Regions from separate parts of the Sus scrofa genome. Here region 2 is linked to region 1. Evidence: chromatin contacts called from public HiChIP or PLAC-seq data. All regions are on one chromosome and are shown on one strand. The core of a region is the stretch at or near the end of the contact, and the rest is flanking DNA. Distances in the headings are between cores, read along the strand shown.

Region 1 (2,700 bases), core at 81-2,580:
CTCTGCTAAGTACCACCCCCTGCTCCCTGGTAACCAGGAGAGGCTTTTCTCCCTCCTCCCAGGGAGTGGCTCCCTGTCCTCCTCCTCGGAAGCCACCCTCCCTCCCAACCAGCCAAGGCCAGGCCACCTCCATCGCAGGCCGGCCCTCCCTCCCCACCCGCCCGCCCAGTGGGCGGCCGAGGCCCTGTGCACACCGGGAGAAGCTCTTGCCACAGTGGGAGCAGTTGTAGGGCTTGTGCACAGCGCCGTCATGTGAGCGCACGTGGTAGCTCATGCGGTCCTTGCGCTTGAAGCGCTGCTGGCACACCGGGCACTGGTAGGGCTTCTCGTCCGAGTGCGACAGCTTGTGTCGGTTCAGGTGGTAGACGTCGCGGAAGGCCTTGCCGCACATCTCGCAGGCGTGGTTCTTCCGGATGCGCTTTCCCGAGGCGGTCGTGGTGACCACGCCGCCGGCGGCCACTGCGGCCGCTCCGCCGCCGGCACCAGCTTCTCCCCCTCCCCCGCCTGCCCCGCTCAACTGGGGCACGCTCAGGAGGCTCAGGGGCACCATGGTGGGCATCTTCATAGCACCCGAGGGGACCCGGCCGGCTTTGGCTCCCGTGTGGATGGCCTCGTGCCTCCGGAGGTTGTAGCCGTTCTTGAACTCCTTAGCGCACAGAGCACAGATGTAGGGCCCCTTGCTCTTTGTCTTCTTCTCCAAGGCAGATGCAACCGGGGCCACGGCGACCGTCGAGGTTGGGGCTACGACGGCGGTGGCCGCGGCTGCGGCGATGGTGGCGGCAGAGACAGGGGGCGCGGCCTCCGCGGCGGGCGCCGACACTGGCGGGGGCGGCGGAGGGGGCGCCGGGGGCTGCTTCAGAGCCGCTGTGTCCACAGTGGAGGCGGCGGCCGGGGCCGGGGGCGCAGCAGCAACGGCGGCGGCGGCGGCGGCGGCAGCAGCGGCGGCCGCGGCCGCGGCGGACTCCTGGGCGGCGGCGAGAACCGGGAGCAAGTCCACCTGGAGGGGCTCGGCCGCCGGGGCCTGGGGCGTGGGTGGGGGCGCCGGCGCGGCCTGCGAAGACAAGGCGCCGTGTGGGCCGCGGCCGCGAGTCGGCGCCCTCCCGGCCCGGCCGGCCCCTACTCACCTGGAATGGACTCTGGGCGCAGCCCTGGGAGGCAAAGAAGCGGGACTGGAGCTCAGCCCCGACCTGCAGGGGGTTCTGGGCGTGACCCTGAGGTGGCGGGAAGGAGTTCATGAGGCCGCCCACCCCCCGGGAGTCCAGGCCCAGCACGGGGAAGGGGGGGCCAGCAGCGTGCAAGGGAACACGGGGAACATGGCCTCGGCCACGGCGGGGCCCCCGGGGCTCAGCGGGGGCCGGGGGCGCGGGCCGCGCGGGGCCCGGGCTCGGGGCGCCGCCCCCGGCCGGCCGGGCTGGGCCGCGCCGAACGCATGGCCCGCGGGCCGCCCCGCCGCCCGCGCACCCCGGCCGGCGGGAGGGAGGGAAGGAGGGCGCCTGGCGGGCCGCGGAACGCGGCGGCGACGGCGGCGGCGACGCCCCCTGGGTGGGGGCGGGAGGCCCCGCGGGGCCGGGGGCCGGGGGCGGGGGCCCGGGCGGCGGCGGCGGCGGCGGCGGTTGGAGCCTGGCGGGGCGGGGTGGGGGGAGCGAGGGAGCAGCCTCGGCCCCGCCGCGCGCGCGCCCAGCCGGCGCCTCGGGGAGGGCGGGGGAGGGCGCGAGGGAGGGAGGGGGACAGCTGCGCGCGCACCGGGCGCGCGGAGGGGGGGGTGGGACGGGAGGGAGGGCGGGCGGGAGGGGTGTGGGAAGGGGGGTGGGGGCGGGGGGAGGGGGTTGTTACCTGGAAGATGAAGCTGCTCCAGTTGCCGGGATCCATGGCGGAGGGAGGGAGGGAGGTGGCTCGCGCTCACCCTGGGGCGGGAGGAGGAGGAGGCGGCGGTGGGGGAGGGGGAACCCGGGGAGGAGGCGCGCGGGGCGGGCGGGAGGGGGGAGGAGGAGGAGGGTGGGGGAGCGGAGCACACTGCGCGCGGGGAGGGCGGGCGGGGGGCGCGAGGACACACAAGAGGCTGGAGCGGGCGCGAGCGCGAGCGCGCGCGAGGCCAGCGGGAGGGGGAAGGTACGAGAGGGACTCTGGCGGGAGGAGGGACGGGGGAGCCACCCGGCAGCCGGAGTCGCCCCAAGCGCGAGACCCCTGAGACGGCCGCTGATTGGCTGACGATGGCGCAGGTGGTGGGCGCGCGGGAGACGGGGCGGCTTCTCTTCCCCCCCTCAAAGATTCCACCCCCCTTCTCCCTCCGCCAGCGGCCGTTATTTCGCGCGCACGCGCGCAAACTCGCCGTCGTTGCCGAGCGGGAGAATAGGGGAGCGCGCGCCAGGGGTACGAACGGGGCGGGGTCAATCGCTAAGCGCGCGCCCGCCTAACGGTCGTCGTCCTCGGGTTTTCGCGGGAGCTTTTTGTTTCCTCTCGGCCACCGTCCTTTCTGCCTCCTCTCTCCAGCGGTTTATTTACAATCCTGCGCTGCTTCGTGTTTTCCCAAAGATGGCGCCCAAAGAAGTTAGCCCGCGGCGCCTGTGGCCCGGCCCAAAGGCAGTGATACCCGGGCCCCACCCCCGCAGCCCCAAGAATCAGGCTGAAGCAAAGGAATGACAACTGTATTTACACGAAAGTGGGTTACACAAGGATTTAAAAAAAAAAAAAAAAAAGCAA
Region 2 (2,739 bases), core at 72-2,571, 260 kb before region 1:
ATTAATTTTTTTTTTTTTGAGTGTCTGAGGGTCGAGGATTCAGCCATGAACAAGAAAGACATGGCCCCTGCCTACCCAGTTAAGAAAGGCAGATGAGAAGTTCCCGTCGTGTCACAGTGGTTAACAAATCTGACCAGAGCCATGAGGTTGTGGGTTCGATCCCTGGCCTTGCTCAGTGGGTTAAGGATCCAGTGTTGCCCTGAGCTGTGGTGTAGGTCACAGACACGGCTCAGATCTGGCGTGTCTGTGGCTGTGGTGTAGGCCGGCAGCTGTAGCTCCAATTGGACCCCTAGCCTGGGAACCTCTATATGCCGTGGGTGTGGCCCTGAAAAGCAAAAAGAAAAAAAAGAAAGAAAAGCAGTTGACGTTTATATTGTGGGATTGTTCTAATGAAGCGACTAGAGTGGGCCAAGTATTAAGTATATGTTCAAGTCTCATACAGAATCAAAATATGATGATCTTAACAGGATTCCAATTTTTGCCAAATCCAATGACAGAAAAAAAGTTACCCGTCTTGCTATATTTGGGCAAAGCCTGATCGTGTCAACCTTGCATGCAGCTCTCTGGACTCTCCCCCCCTTTCCCTGTAAAGGAAGCATGGGATCATCAATGATATGATCCTGGGGATACCAGTACCGCCTGGGTGCTGAGGCCAGGTCCCTAGCCCACTCTGGCAGGCCTCCAGTCAAAAGCCATTAGGCTGGGAGTCCGGACACCTGGGCTTTCCAGATCTCAAGTTGTCTGCGCGATTCCAAAGGACCTTGCGCTGCTCAGCCTTCAGTTTCCTCATTTGTGAAAGGCAGGCTACCTCTAGGAGAAAGCCATCTCCCACCGCTTTTGTGAAATATGCATGGGATCACTTAGCATCGGGCCGGGCTCAGGGAGGCCAAACGCCAGAGGGCTGGTGAGGGTCCCCTAAGGTTCCATCTGGAGCCGGACCACTCAGCCGGGCTGAGTGGGGCTGGCAAAAGCAGCGGGGACCAGGCGGCCCAGTCTTGGCCCCTCATCCCAGCCCTTGTTTGGTGGCTCTGGGTGAGGTCACTGGGGCGGCCCTACTGGCTGTTCTGCATTGGAGGGGGGGAGTGGGGTTCTGGACCGTCTCAGACGGCCCTGGGGAGCTTCTAGATTGACCGAGTAGACGGAGCCCACAAGTGCCAGGGACCATGGCATCCGTGCCCAGAAAGCTGGGCGCCGCTGCGGGGGGGTGGGGGTCACGTGACGGGCGCGGGGGCGGGCGGGGGCGGGGTCTGGCGCGCGCGCGGCTCCGCGGGTGACAGGGCGGGCGGGAAGGGGCGGGGCCGCCGGGGGGGGAGGCGGGCGGGCGGGAGGGGAGGAGTGGAGATGGCGGCGGCGGCGGCGGCTCAGGGGGGCGGGGGCGGGGAGCCCCGGGGAGCCGATGGGGTCGGCCCTGGGGTCCCGGGGGAAGTGGAGATAGTAAAGGGGCAGCCGTTCGACGTGGGCCCGCGCTACACGCAGCTGCAATACATCGGCGAGGGCGCGTACGGCATGGTCAGGTGAGGGGCGTTCCAGGGGAGGGGGCGTCTTAGAGGAGGGCGATCCCAGGGAGGGGTGCTGAGAGCTCTCTAAGGCCTTGGGGTCTCTGAGCATCGTGAAGCCGCAGGGGCTTCGGGAGGCTGGAGAGCGCCCCAGGGAGAGGGCCTTGGAGTGCTTTCTGGGGGAGGGGGCGCTGCCTACGATCTAAGAAGAGGGGGGCTTGGGGGGTTTTGAGGGGAACCTTCTCTAATGAAGGGAAGGGCCTCTAGGTGGGGGAGCTGTGGGGACCTTGGGCAGTCTATAGCCACAGGGCGAAGAGAAGAGAATAAGTCTTCTGGGGGAGGTCATATCCTTGGTGAAAACGGCAGGAAGGACCCTTCCCAGGGAAAGGGCGCCTGGGATCTGCCCCCCGGGAGTCGAATCTAGGAGTTTGGGAGAGAAGAGCAGAGCTCAGGGCTGGACAGGGTGGGGCAGGGCTTTGGGCCTGGGGCCAGGGACCCAGTGAGCAATGAGGGGGTCCCGGAGTGCCTTCTTGCAACTTTCAGGAGGGCTCTGTGAGTTCTCCCAGCCCCACTGGGGGCCCTGGGCCTTTGTTCATCAGGGATTAGCTCTGCTGCCCGGGAACCTCCCCCTGACACCCGCCCCTGCTGCATCCCTTCTCTCCCATCCCTCCTTCTTCCTGGATTCGCCTCCCTGTATGTCCCTCACACCTCCCGCCCCTGGCCCTGTCTTGGGTAGAGGGAGCCCATCCGGGGAAGGGGAGGATGAGGGGTGAGGGCCACTAGAATGGAAAGGGTTGAGGAGAAGGGAAGTCAGCGATCGGTCAGTCCCTTCCTCTGTTTGTGAAGTCACTGAAGGGCTGCCTGGCTGGTCCCCAGCTTTCTCCCTGGAGATCCCAGGCCTTCACAGCAGGAAGGAACCAGCATTGTTTATGACTGGCTCTGGCCAGTCTCTCCTGCTCCCTCCCCTCCCTGCCAAGGCCTGGGTGGGGCCCGCCGCCGGGCCTGGACTCCCCCCGCTTGGTAAGGCCACACCACCAACATCTCTCCGGCCCTCTCAGCTCAGCTTACGACCATGTGCGCAAGACTCGAGTGGCCATCAAGAAAATCAGCCCTTTTGAGCATCAGACCTACTGCCAGCGGACCTTGCGAGAGATCCAGATCTTGCTACGCTTCCGCCACGAGAACGTCATTGGCATCCGAGACATTCTGCGGGCACCCACCCTGGAAGCCATGAGGGATGTGT

Evidence for each region. HiChIP or PLAC-seq counts read pairs in DNA pulled down with a chosen protein or histone mark.
Region 2: an H3K27ac HiChIP or PLAC-seq map of alveolar macrophages shows a contact between it and region 1. The contact joins the promoter of MAPK3 here to the promoter of MAZ in region 1. A contact is called at or near these places in 2 of 47 Hi-C or Micro-C datasets (heart right ventricle and liver) and 1 of 2 datasets of contacts at active chromatin or transcription factors (alveolar macrophages).

The regions. Positions count from the first base shown.
Region 1 is chr3:18,041,662-18,044,361 of Sscrofa11.1, reverse strand. MAZ (myc-associated zinc finger protein) reads right to left here and starts at 1,330. Exons shown (of 7, transcript XM_003354553.4): 1 at 1,288-1,330; 2 at 1,125-1,285; 3 at 195-1,051. The coding sequence starts at 1,315. It overlaps KIF22 (kinesin family member 22), which reads right to left. Exons shown (of 14, transcript NM_001243019.1): 14 at 2,630-2,700.
Region 2 is chr3:18,297,992-18,300,730 of Sscrofa11.1, reverse strand. It overlaps MAPK3 (mitogen-activated protein kinase 3), which reads left to right and starts at 1,321. Exons shown (of 9, transcript XM_021088019.1): 1 at 1,321-1,514; 2 at 2,555-2,737. The coding sequence starts at 1,342.